3 separate regions of the Mus musculus genome follow, and all the other regions are linked to region 2. A link is a contact called in public Hi-C and promoter capture Hi-C data. All regions are on one chromosome and are shown on one strand. Each heading gives the region's core, a stretch centred on a gene start, on an enhancer-like site or on the middle of the called end of the contact. The rest is flanking DNA. Distances are from core to core; before and after follow the strand shown.

Region 1 (3,238 bases), core at 456-2,955, 68 kb after region 2:
TCTGTCTCTGTTGAAATCAGTCTCCTTTCTTTTATATTCATGTTGCCTCAACCACCCCTAAGCTAACAATACTATTAGAAGGTGCTATACAGACTACTGGAGGGAAAAAAGACATCAGGATTGACCAGCTGTGAACATTGTGAACAATAATGACCAACAATAATGTGGCAAGATATGCCCATTGGTGCAACTGTGGTATGAATATTGTAGCAGTAACCAATTGCTCTCTGACTGGCTCTAAGGCCTGTTTCAAGGGAGACAACATGTCTGGTTCCGCACATCTGGCCAAGAACTGGTTTGCTAAATGGACACAGTATCACACTGCCCTCTACATTTGTATCAACAGATTAGCCCAGCTCTTGGATTTCATCATAGAGTTTCTTTGCACAAAGGATGGAGGTTAACACAGAGACTTATAACTGGTCAAACTATAAAGAAGTGTCTGTGGATGCTCAGCCACAAACGAGAAATCTATATCACACCTCCTCCCCAAGGCTCAGGGCCATGGTGGAGGAGGGGTAGAAAAATTGGAAGAGCCAGAGGTCAGGAAGGACTGGAGTGAAACTGTCTTCTGGACCCCACACGGCCACTGTGCTCATGAGCTCACAGCAGCTGGGGTTCCTACAGAAGATCTATCTGCCCAAGAGTGAGTCTGTCAACATTCCAGCAGAGCTGGAAGTGCTCCTAAGCCCCTCCCCTAACTGAGGAGTGAGCTATGCACAGCTGATGGTTTCTGGGGGAGAGAGAGTCAGTTTCATTAAGGCTGTGGCTCCTGGGGGGTCGCATCAGTTGCTCCAACTGATGGTCTCACACCCAGGAATACAAAGGTAGTGCAAATTAGACCCCACAACTTATTAAAATCAACAAAAATGAACACAAAGTTGGAACATAGGGACGTGGGGGTGAGTCTTGGAAATTTTAAGAAGAATAGGAGTGAATACAATGAAATTTCAGTGAATAAAAAATTTCAAAAAAATCAGTAAGAATACTATTTTAAACATTATCTTCCTTAACTTTTATGTTTTTAAAATATCACTTAATCGAAGTTATAAAACCAGGGAGTGGTGGGACATGCCTTTAATTTGAGTTCAAGTGTGGTCTGGTCTACTGAGCAAGTTCCAGGACAGCCAGGGCTCCACAGAGAAATCCTCTCTCAAACACAAACAAATGAACAAACAGGTTATAAAATGCTTGTGTAAGAAAATAGACTCAAGGGGCCTGCAAGATGGCTTAGCACAGAAAGGCTTTGGCTGCCCAGCCTGAGACCCCGAGTTTGGTCCCTGTAACCCCTGTGCTGAAAAGAGCCAACCAAGTCTGTAAATTATCTTCTGATGTCCACTTGTGTACTACAGCAGGCATGCACACAAGTGATACATATACATACAATAAGTAGGCGTTTTTATTTTTAAAGGAAACGAGACCAGCAACATGCCACGGACGCCGACTGAGTGTGCAGGCAGGCTGTGTACTCTGCTTTCTTTCTGCTTTGGGTATGCTTGAAGCATCCATAAACAGCCCTGCCCACTTGTCAAGCAAAAGACACGACACTGGTGATTTTATTTCCCCTGAAAATGTGTGGTCTTGCTATATAAACAGCCTCATCATCCTGAAAATATGTGCTTTTCCTCCTTCAGAGCCCTAACATGGTATCTGATGCCTCTCTATGTCCTCAAGAGTCTGTCCGCTCTGGGAATCGTTGTCCGGGCTAGCTTAGTCTGCCTGGGCTTTTGTAACAAGCAGCCCTGCCTCCTTCTTCTCTCTGTCCACATGCTTCACAGAGAGGCAGTGAAACAGTCCTTCTGGATCTTGGACCTCCCCTCTGCTCAGAAGAGACTTGTGCGTGGCTCTCTCTCATTTTTCTTCTCTTACAGTCTTTTCTCATTCCCTGGACATCTGGACTCAGGCATATTTTGAATCTGAATCTGGCGAGTGTCCCCTAACATCAACCCCGTACTCTCCCAGGACCATCTGGGCTAGTGGCCAAGGGTTAACTCAGAACAAACAATCCATTAGCGCTGTGCACACTCGAAACCATTAATAAATAGCACGCATGTTCAGAATCTGTTATATGGTATAAAGTACAAATGGGTTTTTATGACAGAGTATTAAAGTGGCGTCTATCCGTCCCTCTCGCCCCTTATCATTTCCCCGGGGTCACAAATAAGATCATGTTTAAATAAAATCAGCAGTGTAGTATCTTTTGCTCGACAAATGGACAGGGCTATTTATGTAAAGATCTGTGTCACATGGCATATTCTTCATGGTGTCACCTGGTCAATGTCAGCATAGTTTCTTCCCAGTAAGAGAATGAAAACTCTCTGGCACATAATTGAGAAAAAATATACATATACATACATACATATATATATATATACATACATATATATATACACACACACACGCACATACACACACACATATATATGTATATATATAATTTGAGTTATATATATATATATACAAATTAATTATATGGAATACTGTAGGAAGTTATGACTTGGTTGAAAATGTTTGAAATTTGTCTGTCTGCAACAGCTACCATAAACAATATAAGTAGGAGCTGAGGTTAGAACACAGTAGCTTGTAACAGGCATAAGAACCATTTGGCACAAGCAGACTCCATTTTTGCTGTTGCTTTGAGACAGGTTCTTAATGTAACTCAGCCAAGCCTTAAACTCGGGAAACTCTTGTTTCACCTTCCCCAGTACTGCGATTACAAGCATATACCATCATGTCCAGTGTGCAGAGTTTTTTTAATCCAGAGTTTTCCCCTTGTCTTTAAACAATTATTTAAAAATAATCTCGATTAGCTGGGCATTGGTGGCACACCTTTAATCCCAGCACTTGGGAGGCAGAGGCAGACAGATTTCTGAGTTTGAGGCTAACCTGGTCTACAGAGTGAGTTCCAGGACAGCCAGGGCTACACAGAGAAACCATGTCTCAAAAAACCAAAAAAAAAAAACAACAACAACAACAACAAATTCTTGCTTAGCAGGGAGCTGGAAAATGGGTCAGCACTTAAGAGCACTGATTGTTCTTCCAGAAGACCCAGTTCAATTCCCAGCACCCACATGGTGGCTCACAACCGTCTGTAACTTACCCATATACTATGCTGCCATATATGCAGGCAAAACACTAATACACATAAAATAAATAAAAAAATTTTAAATATTTTCATAAATTATTGCTGATTAGCTATCTGGTGGTTTTGTTTTGAGTTTCCCATATCTCTGGGATG
Region 2 (3,123 bases), core at 186-2,685:
TCATGTCACAAAAGCAAAAGGTTGCTATTGACCCTCTATGGAGTTAACAGAACAGGGCAGAGAGCCATGGTCGCTCCTGCTTCATGCTAATAACTATTCTTTGGACTCAGTCTAGTCTTTACTTTTATAATGTCCTACTACCACTGCAGGACAAGTTGAAATGGGTTTGAGAGTGAAAAAGTTAGTGGACTTTAAAATACATTTTTTTCAAATAAAAAAAAAGCAATTTTAAAAAACAGCTTTATCATCCTTTCCCTCTAAAATAGAAAGCATTCGCAATGATTTTTGCATTTTAAATATTGTGTTGGGAACTCCAGGCAAATGGAAATAGTGTGCAAGTGTGAAAGAGCCTCGTGTTTGGCATGGCGGCACCTATGCTACCTGAAAGGGTGCTTGAAAATAAACAGCGTGGAGGCAACTTTTGGGAAAAGAAAGGAGCCTCAAAGGCCGCAAACCTGTAGAGGAGCTCAACTGGCAAGCAGCAGATGGAGCTAAAAGATCAAAGGACCAGCAGCGCTTCCCAGACTGCAAAGGCCAGCGCGCCCCCTGCTGCACCTTCCTCAAGCGCCAGGCCAGGATCACAGAACTCACTTCATAGGCTTTAAGGAAGGGCACCGAAAAGGATACACCACCATCTCAAAACACTAAAATCCAGATAAGCGACTTGTCCAGAGCCAGTCAGTGAGGGGTTACCGTGGAATAACACATACCAGGTACCTGCAAACATGCAACGGCCAACTATATTAACAAGGGTCGCATAAAGTTGGTTATTGTTTTGTTTTTCTTTGTTTTATTTTTCAAGACAGGGTTTCTCTGTGTAGCTCTGGCTGTCCTGGAACTCACTCTTTAGTAAGCTGGCCGAAAACGTAAAGATCTGACTGCCTCTGCCTCCCGAGTGCTGGGATTAAAGGAGTGCGCCACCACCACCTGGTTATGAAGTTGTTCTTGAGTGAAACTGCATCCTTTTTAGCTGTCAAACTTAGGTTCACCTCGAGTAAAGAATTTCCCTTAAGTATATAGATATAGATAGATATACTTAAATTCATATATATGTATATATATGAGTATATGTATATATGAATATACATATATAAAAATTTACATAATTTGATTTGGCTTTTTGTTTCCCTTTTAGTGTTAGAAGGTGAACATTCCATGTAGTTAACATTTTTGGACTTAAGTTTTTCTTTTTATGGTAGAACTATTCCATACAAATAAACAAACACTCTCCTTTTGAGTTCATTAAGAAGCCTGGAGATGGAGAGATGGCTCAGCGGTGAACAGCACCTGCTGCTCTCCTTACAGAGGACCCAGGTTTGATTTCTAGCACCATACGGCTCAGCCCGGTCTGTAAATCCAGTTCCAGGAGCGCGCGCGCCACCACTGCGCATGCCTGCCCGCGGCCCGTCGCCCTGGATGACGCCACCGACCGGCGTCCAGCCTGGCGCCATGCTGCGCTGGGGAGGCGCGGGGCTCGCGCGGGGCCTGCGGGCCGTTCGGTCCGCATGGCTGCGAGGTCCGCGCGGGCTCCCATTGGCCCTGGTGCGCAGCGCAGGGGTTCCGGGCGCGCGGGATCGGCGAGCCCCGGCCCCCGGGACGCAGCGGGGCCGAGCTCTCAGCCTGTCGGCCGCGGCCGTGGTGAACTCGGCGCCCCGCCCGCTGCAGCCCTACCTGCGCCTCATGCGCCTGGACAAGCCCATAGGTGAGTGGGGCGGGCTGGGCTGCGCTGCGCTCGACAGCCTGCCTGCCTGAGGAGCAGGGCCGCAGTGACCGCGACTCCGCTGCGATGCACCCATTGGGCCAGTCCCCTCGGGACTCGGTCAGGACCTTAGCCAGGGACACGCAGATTTTCCCTCGCTCTGAGCCGGGAGTCCCGGAGGCGGACGTTGATAATCACATATTCCCAGACCATTCCACAAACTCCAGACCACTCCTACCCCATTCAGATGTGAGCAGGTGCTCCTTTGCTTTCACGAAGCTTTTGATTGTTGATTTGCAGTTTTGAAGCATTTCTGCATTCATTAGTTTTCGATTTTTGCCTCCAATTATGTAAGGCCCAAGGGGCATGTAAGTAAGACTATTGAAATCAAGGCTCCTCGTCAGAGCCAGACCAGAAGGACCCCAAAAGTGTTACTACTGGGCTTTTTTTCCCCCTCATCACCGGTTACAAAGATTGAGAGCATCTGAACACAGCCGGGTTATCGTGCTTTAGAATTGCCCGCCAACGTAAACTCACACAAGCCTCTCTATGACCTTCTTTTTCTCAGTCTTTTTCATCAAAGTGCTCACGGACTATTGACACCTGTGACACAATATAAGCTCCGTCTGCACGCAAGGTTTCTGTCTAGTTGGTAAAACGATGCCCGGAGTTGTAGATGAAGTCACCTGGCCTTAGTGACAGAATGAGCTAGGAAAACTACCAGCTTTGAAAGAATTTGTTTCTGGCTGGAAAAGACAGTTGATAACCTAGGAAAGTATGGAAAAGTATCAGAGGTATAGGTCATGCACAGGAAAAGAAAAATAACTTACTGTCTCCAGAGTTCGAACAACTGAAAAAAATAGTACTCCAAAGGAAATGCTATATTATAGAGTAGAGAGGTCTTGGAGAAATATTTTCAAAATCCAAGGGTAGCTAAATATGGTGGCTCACATCTATAGTCTAACATCCAACGGCAGGAGGGCTGATTCAAGTTGCAAGTCAGTCTGGGCTTTATATTCTGAAATAAAAGCCAAACAAACAGACTTAGTGCTGAAACATTAAGACTAGGAGCCTGACCTGCAACCCTGGAAAGATGTAGGAAGAGGGATACAACTGAATTCCAGCTAATCTAGATGTCAGTATGTACAGTTTCAGCGTATGGAAGAACATCCAAATGCCAAACTTATTTGTTCTGCCTTTACCTATCCAGGACCCCCAACGTGGCCCCGTTTGGGTTTGGTGTTTGTTTTTGGACAGGGTCCCATATGTGTCTTTGGCTAACCTTGACCTCCTGCCTCCATTTCCCAGTTGCTAGGACTGCAGGCACTCTCCTCCATGCCTGGCTGGACCTGTTTTATTTTGCATAAGACAAGGGCTTGCTTTGTACTGCAGGTTGGCCACAAACTCCAGAGCTTGCCTCAGCG
Region 3 (3,044 bases), core at 23-2,522, 92 kb after region 2:
AGACATGCTGACGTCACCCGAACTTTGATACGATCTGAGAAGAGGTCAGAGGAAACCAGATGGAAAGGTGTCTGCAAAGTAACAGGCCAACCTTCTTCAAACATGTCAACCCCAAGAGAAAGGGGAGAAACACACATGCCTCAGTCAGTGGAGGGGGGAGGGGGACAGAGATGGCAGTGCAATTCAGGGTGCGATCCAGGCCAGCTTCAGAAACACAGAAAAGACGAACTCTGGAGAGTCAAGTAGTGTTTGTAGTCTACTTTATGTTATTGACCATGGTCCATTTCTGAGATTCTTTTATTGAAAACCCAGTAGATTTGTCTGGGGGGGGGGGGGCAAACAAAGAAAACAAAAACAAAACCCAAAAAATCCACAAAGAACATGTATTGATGGAGCTCTGTTTTCACCCCGTCTCCTGGGCCACAAAAACTTTAAGTATCAAAACTCTATTCTGGATTGAGTTATCACGATAGTGATTACTAATAGATAATTATTCAAACTGGTGGACCAATGAGGGATGGTATTAGAGAAAGCTGTATGCCCACACTCATTTATAGCGAAAGACATAGTGAGATCAAGTTAGGTTTGTGCACTTTTGTTGGTGAGTAACATCTATGAAAAGAAAAGAGGAAGAGAGTTTGGGCAGAGAGCCATGAGACACCGACAGTTAGAACCTAGCCGTTGGACCAGAGAGATGGCTCAATGGCTAAGATACCGGCTGAGATCCCAACACCCATGTGGCAGCCATGAATGCTGCCTATAATGTCATAACTGTCTATAACTCTGCCTCCAAGGGATCCGATGTCTGTTCCCCTTTGGGCACTCAAGGGATGCTCAATCACACATGCAGGCAGAACACCCATACACACAAAATAAAAATAAACAAATTTCAAAACAACCACAAAAATTTCAGCTGTTAACTACAGTCCTCCCAGATGCTCTGGCTGCTCATCTTGAGGAGAGGCACTGCAGTGCAGTCAACATTTGTGATGGAGGCTCAGCCCGAGGCCTCCCTCTCTGAAGCCAGAGACTGACTTGAGCATGTGACCTAAATCAATGCAAACGATTTCTAAAAATTATGGAGATAGAAAGAAAAAAACCCCTTCTCTGTTTTTTTTTTGTTTGGTTTTGGTTTTGTTTTACCTAGAGCGGGAGCTGCTATGGCTGGGGGTTCCTCTGCCCAGCCCTCTGGAATGAAGTCTTGACTGTAGAGGGCCTACAGCAGGCAGGCAACGAGTCAGAGGAGAGAGGACGGTAATATTCCACTCCTTACCCAAGACCCTGGCTCTCCTCGGCTAACTCTCCTGGGAGTTGAGTCCTGAAAGCAAGCTGCTCATCGGCATAGCTGACCTGAGCCAGCAATTACTCATCTGAAAGACCTTTTTCCTCTTTGTTGGAAGAAGCTTGAATTCAATGTAATTCCTGTCCCTTGACAGCTTAAAGACGTGAGCAGCCCTGTGTTTGAGATTATCCTGCCCTGGCAGCAGCAGACTATTGTTCAAGAGAAGGACGATTGGTTGTTTTAATCTGATCTTTTTAACTTTCATGTAAACGATGAGAAGTCACTGCTTCCCACAGCCCGAGTTCCAGAGCAGTGTGACCAGAGAGCCTACCAGGGAGCACAAATGGTTAAATTGGGGATCTAACTTGTTTGCACTGGGCAAGGACTCTGCCACCAGGCTACACTTCTAGCCCCTTCCCCTTAAATATTTCTTTCCTTATTTATTTATTTTTTTAGATTTAAAATGTTTTATGTCTATGACCATTTTTGCTCACATGTATATCTGTGTACCATGTGTGTGCCTGGGGCCTTCAGCAGCCAAAAGGGCATCCAGACTCCAGGCAATGGAGTTATAAATGGTTGTGAACCACTGTGTGAATGCTGGGAATTGAACCCAGATCCTTGCAAGAAGAACAAGAGCTGTATCCCTCTGGACTCCTCCCTTCCTGAAACCTTTCTTAAAGCTTAAACCGCTGTAGACCTGACAGACAGAGATGCTGTAAAGGTGGGGCAAAAGTTTCTGGGTATTTCCCATGAGGTTAGCCTCACCTGTGACCATAGCAATGATTATAAACAGAAGTACGAGGCACTAAAAGCTGATGATGAAGAAAATTATTACCTATAGAACAACAATGGTGCACGCCTTTAATCTCAGCACTCGGGAGGCAGAGGCAGGCAGATTTCTGAGTTTGAGGCCAGCCTAGTCTACAAAGTGAGCTCCAGGACAGTCAGAGCTATACAGAGAAACCCTGTCTCGGAAAAAAAAAATTCTTAGAACAACAAAAAATGGGAGTATGTATTAAAGGAAGTATCCTGTATCAATCAGGAAAAAAAATGAACTTTTTGATAAGTGATATTGTTGTAACTGGATAGCCCTGAGATGAAGATATGATTGTCTCTCTTCCTCCTGCTACACAAAAGAATAAATTCCAAATAAAATTTAAACACAAACCAGCAGCAGTCATGAGAACTGGAAGACAGCACGGATGGAGTCTTGATAACACAAAGCAACAGAAATTTCCTATGATTCAGATTTTTGATGAATGAGAGGAAATAATAGTGTAATGTCATTCCTACCAAGAACTTGAATTTACAAATTCACTCTGGGGTACTTTGTTTCCCAAAAGCCCATCTGAGGCAGCCTCGGGTCCCCAGCTCAGTACTATTGAGATGGCAGACCCTTTAGTGACGGAGGCTAGCAGGAGTCCTATGTGGAGAATATGCCCTGCAAGGGACTGAGCAACCCTAGTCTCTTCCTTTTTTCTTTCTCCAAGCCCTGGGTTGAACTACGATGGTGTGCTGTCTCACTGTGGGCTCCAAAGCATCAAGGCCAATCCCTCCTGGGCTGATATTTAGCCAGAATAAACTTTTCTTGTTTCTTTATTTTACTTATTTTCTCCTCCTCCTCCTCCCTCTCCTCCTCCTCCTCCTCCTCCTCCTCCTCCTTCTCCTCCTCCTCCTCCTCCTCCTCCTCCTCCTTTTTTGGCAAGGTCTCCCATAGCCCAAGCTGCCCTCAAGCTTCCTGTAGCAGAGAATGACCTTA

Evidence for each region. Promoter capture Hi-C pulls out the DNA fragments that hold promoters and counts their contacts. Hi-C and Micro-C count contacts between places; a contact is called where the count stands out from the background.
Region 1: a contact with region 2 is called in a Hi-C map of uterus, with 3 times the contacts expected there. The contact joins the enhancer-like site here to the promoter of Coq2 in region 2. A contact is called at or near these places in 2 of 39 promoter capture datasets (the C10 cell line and hematopoietic stem and progenitor cells), 2 of 15 datasets of contacts at CTCF or cohesin (CD8 T cells and large pre-B cells), 4 of 484 Hi-C or Micro-C datasets (the HL-1 cell line, bone marrow-derived macrophages and uterus), 3 of 115 datasets of contacts at active chromatin or transcription factors (the HPC-7 cell line, microglia and vascular smooth muscle cells) and 3 of 9 other capture datasets (adipose tissue, liver and pancreatic islet).
Region 3: a contact with region 2 is called in a promoter capture Hi-C map of neutrophils, with 4 times the contacts expected there. The contact joins the enhancer-like site here to the promoter of Coq2 in region 2. A contact is called at or near these places in 11 of 39 promoter capture datasets (3T3-L1-derived adipocytes, the C10 cell line, the HPC-7 cell line and 7 more), 3 of 15 datasets of contacts at CTCF or cohesin (CD8 T cells, the NIH/3T3 cell line and large pre-B cells), 38 of 484 Hi-C or Micro-C datasets (8-cell embryo, B cells, the Ba/F3 cell line and 28 more), 13 of 115 datasets of contacts at active chromatin or transcription factors (CD8 T cells, the HPC-7 cell line, acute myeloid leukemia and 9 more) and 6 of 9 other capture datasets (adipose tissue, bone marrow-derived macrophages, embryonic stem cells and 3 more).

What each region holds. Positions count from the first base shown.
Region 1 is chr5:100,604,653-100,607,890 of GRCm38.p6, reverse strand. No RefSeq gene overlaps it. Among named protein-coding and RNA genes, the nearest start is that of Plac8, 34 kb to the right of the region's middle. Within about 2 kb of position 1,705, at least 79 of the 459 cell types and tissues checked have an H3K27ac peak or open chromatin away from gene starts, as enhancers often do. A contact at or near this core is called in the HL-1 cell line, adipose tissue, pancreatic islet and 1 more, where this site is marked.
Region 2 is chr5:100,672,568-100,675,690 of GRCm38.p6, reverse strand. Coq2 (coenzyme Q2 4-hydroxybenzoate polyprenyltransferase) reads left to right here and starts at 1,435. Exons shown (of 7, transcript NM_027978.2): 1 at 1,435-1,702. The coding sequence starts at 1,450.
Region 3 is chr5:100,580,264-100,583,307 of GRCm38.p6, reverse strand. No RefSeq gene overlaps it. Among named protein-coding and RNA genes, the nearest start is that of Plac8, 9.6 kb to the right of the region's middle. Within about 2 kb of position 1,272, at least 95 of the 459 cell types and tissues checked have an H3K27ac peak or open chromatin away from gene starts, as enhancers often do. A contact at or near this core is called in B cells, the Ba/F3 cell line, CD8 T cells and 20 more, where this site is marked.